Regions from separate parts of the Mus musculus genome. Here region 1 is linked to region 2. A link is a contact called in public HiChIP or PLAC-seq data. All regions are on one chromosome and are shown on one strand. The core of a region is the stretch at or near the end of the contact, and the rest is flanking DNA. Distances in the headings are between cores, read along the strand shown.

Region 1 (2,700 bases), core at 60-2,559, 490 kb before region 2:
GTGACATGAACAGAGAAGGAGAGTTGTAAAGAAAGAAAAATGTATAAGGAGACAGTGGAGGGATATAAGATAGGATTATGGCAGGAAGAAAAATACCACATTTTTTCTCCTCAGTAGAATATAGATGTTTTTGTGAGTGTGTGTGTGTATGTGTGTGTCTGCACGCATGCTAACTAGGCTCCAGGTAGCAGCCAGTTAGCAAATAGATAGAAAATCTCTTACTGCCTGAATCCTATTTTCTTCTGTTTCACAGACCTTGGGTATAAATAGAACCACAGTCATTTTTGTTCCCATGTAAAGTGATATCATTACAATATTTCCATCCTCTACTGCTCACTCTAAATTTATTTTACACAAAAAACTTTCTCTAAATGTTCCTGAGATAATCCAGGGTGGCCTGTATTAGTTGACTAAGATGCTTGGTCTGCTTCTTGGCTGAGCTGTTACTTCCTGTACACAGCCCAGAGACTACCAAATCCAATGCCTACTTCCTCTAAGCACACAGTAGGATTTTTCTTCATGAAGTTTACATGCTTTAATTACCTGCTTTTCTTGTTTTGCATCTTGTGATGGACATAAGTCTAACTTTGGAAGATAAACTAGACACTAGACATTTCCCCCCGACCCCCTGTGTATATTGTGTGTGTGCATCTGTCTGTCTGTCTGTTTCCCCTTCCTCTACCTCTGTCTCACTCTCTGCCTGTGTGTGTGTGTGTGTGTGTGTGTGTGTGTACTTAATCTTTAGGTAGGAAAAAGGAGGTGTAATAAACAATTTTTAGATAAAAGCACTTTTCTAATTAGTTAATGTGTCCCTTATCTTAGGATCCAGGTAAGAGTCAATGGACCACGTCTGAAACACATGAAGGTGCGTTATCATACCACCAGAGCCTTTGCCTTACTGTGGGATTTGACCTGAGTCAACAAATTTCCAACCACTGGTCACTGGCTCACCTGCAAGACTACAGTGAACAAAACTCCCCGCTGTGGTCCGAGTGAAGCACACTCTACTCTCGAACTTGTCATGGGATCATCTAAATGCAATCACTCACCTCAAAAGCCCATGTCTGAGATGTAATATAAATTTTAGGGAAAAAGGAACACTTCACTCACAATACGGGAGACATTTAAACATTATTAGAATGGAACTAGTTAATTCTTTAAAAGAAGATTTAAATACCATGTAACATTATAAATTTAAATAGTATGTTTAAATGAAAAACAAGGTGTGAGCATGCTGAACACTGAACGGCCACTATTGCTCAATTTAGGAACCTTTGCAAAGCTGGTTCAAAAGTTGAAGTTATAATGTGCCTTGCTTTTTGCTGACAACCCTGTTTGGTTTGGTTTCATTTCTCCTCTCTGGAAAGCAGAGTGGTATCAGACAAACGAAGGGAAACAAACTTGGGCTCCCTGGAAAGTCCAGTCAGTCCTGCGAAGTCTTTAAACAAACAACCGGGCTGAACTTACTGAGATCAAAGAAGTATGATGGTTAACTCCCAGAATTTCTTGGTTCTGTCTGGATCTCTCTGGTTTAGCTAATTTAAATTCTGTGCCCTATCAAATTCCTGTTCTCCAGATTCAAAGGGAAGTGGTTGATACAGTGAGATGGAGGTAGCATTGGGAGAGGACAAAGCTACCTCCCAGGACAGCTAAATAAAAACAATACATTCTGATGCTTTCCTTACTGTGAAGGGTTGACTCTCAGGCCACAGAAAAGCTTCTGGCCCTGGGGCTTTTAGAGAAGCAGAGAGCTAACAACTTATAAAAGGCAGTTGCGGAAGACTCCTGTTTATAGAAGTAACTCACAACTCATTATTTATCCATACTTTCCATGTTCCAAGGCCAAGTCACAGGGATGATATTGTGACCCATTTGCTTATTTAAATGGAGTTGAAAACCTTAAGTTTTAGTGTTTTGTTTTGTCTTTTTTTTTTCTTCTCCCAAGCCAGAAGAATCGATTTCTTTAGCTTGGTTCCAGGTTCCAGTATCTAACAATATCTTCCCCAGCCCTTGGATGCTTTCATAGAGAGATGATTGTTCTTTCAGTTGGGTGCAGATGGATCTGTAGTTCATTGCTGGTCAGTGTGGGATGGACTTGGTCGCGTCCTAGAAGTAGAATGTCTCAGATCAACTGCTTTACGTTCAGTCATGCTTGGCCCTATTTGAACATGTCTCTTCCCTCTGTGAGGTGTGTTTTCTTTGTCTGTAATTAGAACTCAAATGTCTACCTCAGGAGGATGGTGTAAGAATTAAGTGGACTTAGGTAGGGGAGGCATTAGCCAGCTGCTATATGCATTTTCTTTTCAGTAAAGGATTACTGCTCCTTTGTTATTGAGAAAGGAAGCTTATTCAAAGCCATACAATCATGTCAGCGCCCTTGCTACAGGTTTCTGTGACATAATTTCTCTCTGGTTCTCTTCCTGCTGCTCATTGCTTGTTCAAAACATGACCATTCAACGTCCTTCTCTGGATGTCATCTCCCATCTTATTTCCTTTTCTCACCCCTCCTAGATCTGCATCACTGCTTAAACGGAGCTTTTATGATAAAAACATCCAGAGAGACAAAGAGAGGGGGGGGGGGAAGAGAGAGACAGACAGAGGGAGAGACAGACAGAGACACAGAGATAATTATTTTACGTATTATATCTTCAGTTGCTGTATATAAGATGTTTATATCATTCAAATTTGCAAGATTTTCTT
Region 2 (2,700 bases), core at 20-2,519:
TGAGTTATGAAAGGAAAAAAAAAATCTTACAAAGCAGTATGATAGCAAAATTAGACATCAGCATTGTATACAAGCATCGGGGTGCTATGCAAATTGACAGTGCATACTAAATCCTCTTGTCAAAAACAATATGTGCATGATACGCTAGAGAGGAGGCTCAGCTAATAAGAACACCTGCTACTCTTTAAGAGACTCTGAGTTCAGTTTCCAGGACCCAAATCTCGTGGTTGGCTCACAAACACCTGTAACTCCAGTGACAGTGGAAATATAGCGCCCTCTTCTGGCCTACACAGGCACCTGCACACATGTGGCACACATTCCTAAAAACTGATACAAAAAAAAACAAAACTTTTTTCATTTAAGTTAAACGTCACTCTGTTACAAATTGTATTTATTTAGAAACAAAACAAAATTGTGTCCCTTTTTTTTTTCACTCCTGGCAGGAGATGCCTTCCGCAACACTTCCCTTACCACCTCTGCAGCCATAGGGACCAGAAGGAAGACTGCCAAGAGCCCTGCCTTCTAAGATTCACAAGGATGTTTCCCCGGAAAAATCAAGATAACCCTGAGACACGATGGCAGACTCTGTTCTCACAGCTAATTGGGGAACCTGGGTGATGCGAGGGTTTGAATCTCATGGATTTAACTCCCTTCCCTTCACAGATAACTTTGAGAGAGCAGACCCAGGGTTCAGGAATGCAATCACATCTGTCTGCCCACCCCAGGCAGGAAGACCTGTTCTCCCACATCCAGTTTGAAAAGAAGTTTGAAATTTAGTTCCAGGTCCGTCTTGGGGACACCATGGAGTGGCAGGATTAAGTTAGATTACTGAAAAAGCGGAGCTGAGTCTCTGTTTAAAAAATAAAAAAATCATTCTCTCCTATCTCACTAAAAACAGAAAGAAAGAAGGAGAAAACCCTGTGCTGATTTTGCAGCAGGAAGCCAGCCCACAGGACAAATTAGTCAGGATGAAATGCGGTTTGGCGTTTCTGAAAATTCAATTCTTGGGTTTTGAAAAAAAAAAAAATCTAGGAAAACAAGACATTATTGTTAAAGTGGAATAAGTTCGTGTAAGGCAGGAGCCCACTTTTAAGGAAAGCTGGTTTACAAACAGGAAAGAGTATTTCAAAACAGAAAGGTTGTCTCTAGAAGGCTGTCATTTGAAACAACTACACGGAGATCACTCAGACAGGGCGAGAGGTAGACCCAACAGCGAGGGCCGGGAAGCTGCATCAAGCCCTGTATGTGTGTGGCTTCTGCTTCCTTTTTATCAGAAGTCAGGAGAAAGAGGCACGTGTTCCTCAGAGTGGAAAGTAGGCAGTGTCCTACATGAACAGCGCTAAGGTCTCAGAGAAAACTTGGGAAGTAAGAGAGAACCCGGAATGGGGGGGACCGTGGTTGGGACCAGAAGAGGCATAACAACCACAGAGCCAAGGTCAGAAACCTCTAGGTCAGAGGGGATGGAGAACAACCAGAGTCTCTGCTCACTTGGTGAAAGAGGCCAAGGCCAAAGCAGCTGTGAAACACGGAACACAGGGCTTTGGGGATTTTTCCAGCAGAGAAGAAAAGGATTCTGAGCCCTTGAAGGCTCTGAGGTTCTAGCAAGAATAACACGAGTTTCAGGGTTGTGTGTGTAAGTATCATATATACTGTGTGGGAAGGTTGTGTGTGTGTGTGTGTGTGGGGGGGTATCTGCTCCTGGTGGGATACATATGAGTGTTCACATGCATGTATACATGTATGTAGAAGCCAGAGGTCAACTTCAGGCATTGTTTGATCTAGAGACCTTACCTTGCTTTTTGTTTGTTTACATGTGCATGGGTATACATGCCATGTCATACATGCAGAAGCCAAACGTTAACTTGTGAGAGTTCTCTCCACCATGCGGGATTGGGGATCAAACTGAGGTGGTCGGGCTGAGTAACAAGTGCCTTTATCTGCTGCAGTAGTCACTGTTGTGTTCCTCTGGTAACACCATGACCAAGGCAACTTATAAAAGGAACCATCTACCTGGGCTTATGGCTTTGCCAGGATAGGCATCCTCCATGATGGCAGGAAGCTGAGGCCTCGCATCTTCCACACAAAGCAAGGAGAGCAAACTGGGAGTGGCTTCATGCTGTGAAACCTCAAAACCCACCCCCAGTGATGTATCCCCTTCCCAGAGAGTCTGCAGCTCCTAGATCTCCCCCAAACAGTGCCACCGACTGAGAACCTGTAGCGTGAAATATAAAAATGCGCCATCCCACACTGGCGCCAGCTACTCTCCGGCCCCCGGCGATCTCACAGCCTCCATGGCTAGCTAGCACCGTGCAGCGACCACCCATCTTGCCTATCTCGTGGTTCTCTTGCTGCAGATTCTACTCACATTCCCAGCCATCCGCCCCCACCCCCACCCCGCCCCCCGTGGTTAGCAGTCACAAATCCCGGTAAATCCCGGTAACGTGGTGGTAAAATCAAAACTCTAGAGGCTTGTGATTTATCAGTCAGATTTATATTAGTAAATTCTCAACCCACAAAACGCTTGCACAATAAACTCAAAACGCAATTGATATAAACACAAGCTTCACACCTAGATGGGACAAACATACCCTACTTATTATTTAATCATGGTTCTAAGAAATCCCCAATATTTATGGCTCCCAGGACTGTGTGGTTCTGGCCCCTCTTCCTCTCCTATAGGTTCCATCTTGTCTTTCTCCT

What was found. HiChIP or PLAC-seq counts read pairs in DNA pulled down with a chosen protein or histone mark.
Region 1: a contact with region 2 is called in an H3K27ac HiChIP or PLAC-seq map of microglia, with 4 times the contacts expected there. The contact joins two enhancer-like sites. A contact is called at or near these places in 4 of 484 Hi-C or Micro-C datasets (cochlea, embryonic fibroblasts, liver and 1 more), 1 of 115 datasets of contacts at active chromatin or transcription factors (microglia) and 1 of 9 other capture datasets (embryonic stem cells).

Annotation. Positions count from the first base shown.
Region 1 is chr13:60,354,985-60,357,684 of GRCm38.p6, reverse strand. No RefSeq gene overlaps it. Among named protein-coding and RNA genes, the nearest start is that of Gm35333, 78 kb to the left of the region's middle. Within about 2 kb of position 1,309, at least 8 of the 459 cell types and tissues checked have an H3K27ac peak or open chromatin away from gene starts, as enhancers often do. A contact at or near this core is called in microglia, where this site is marked.
Region 2 is chr13:59,866,015-59,868,714 of GRCm38.p6, reverse strand. No RefSeq gene overlaps it. Among named protein-coding and RNA genes, the nearest start is that of Tut7, 44 kb to the right of the region's middle. Within about 2 kb of position 1,269, at least 5 of the 459 cell types and tissues checked have an H3K27ac peak or open chromatin away from gene starts, as enhancers often do. A contact at or near this core is called in microglia, where this site is marked.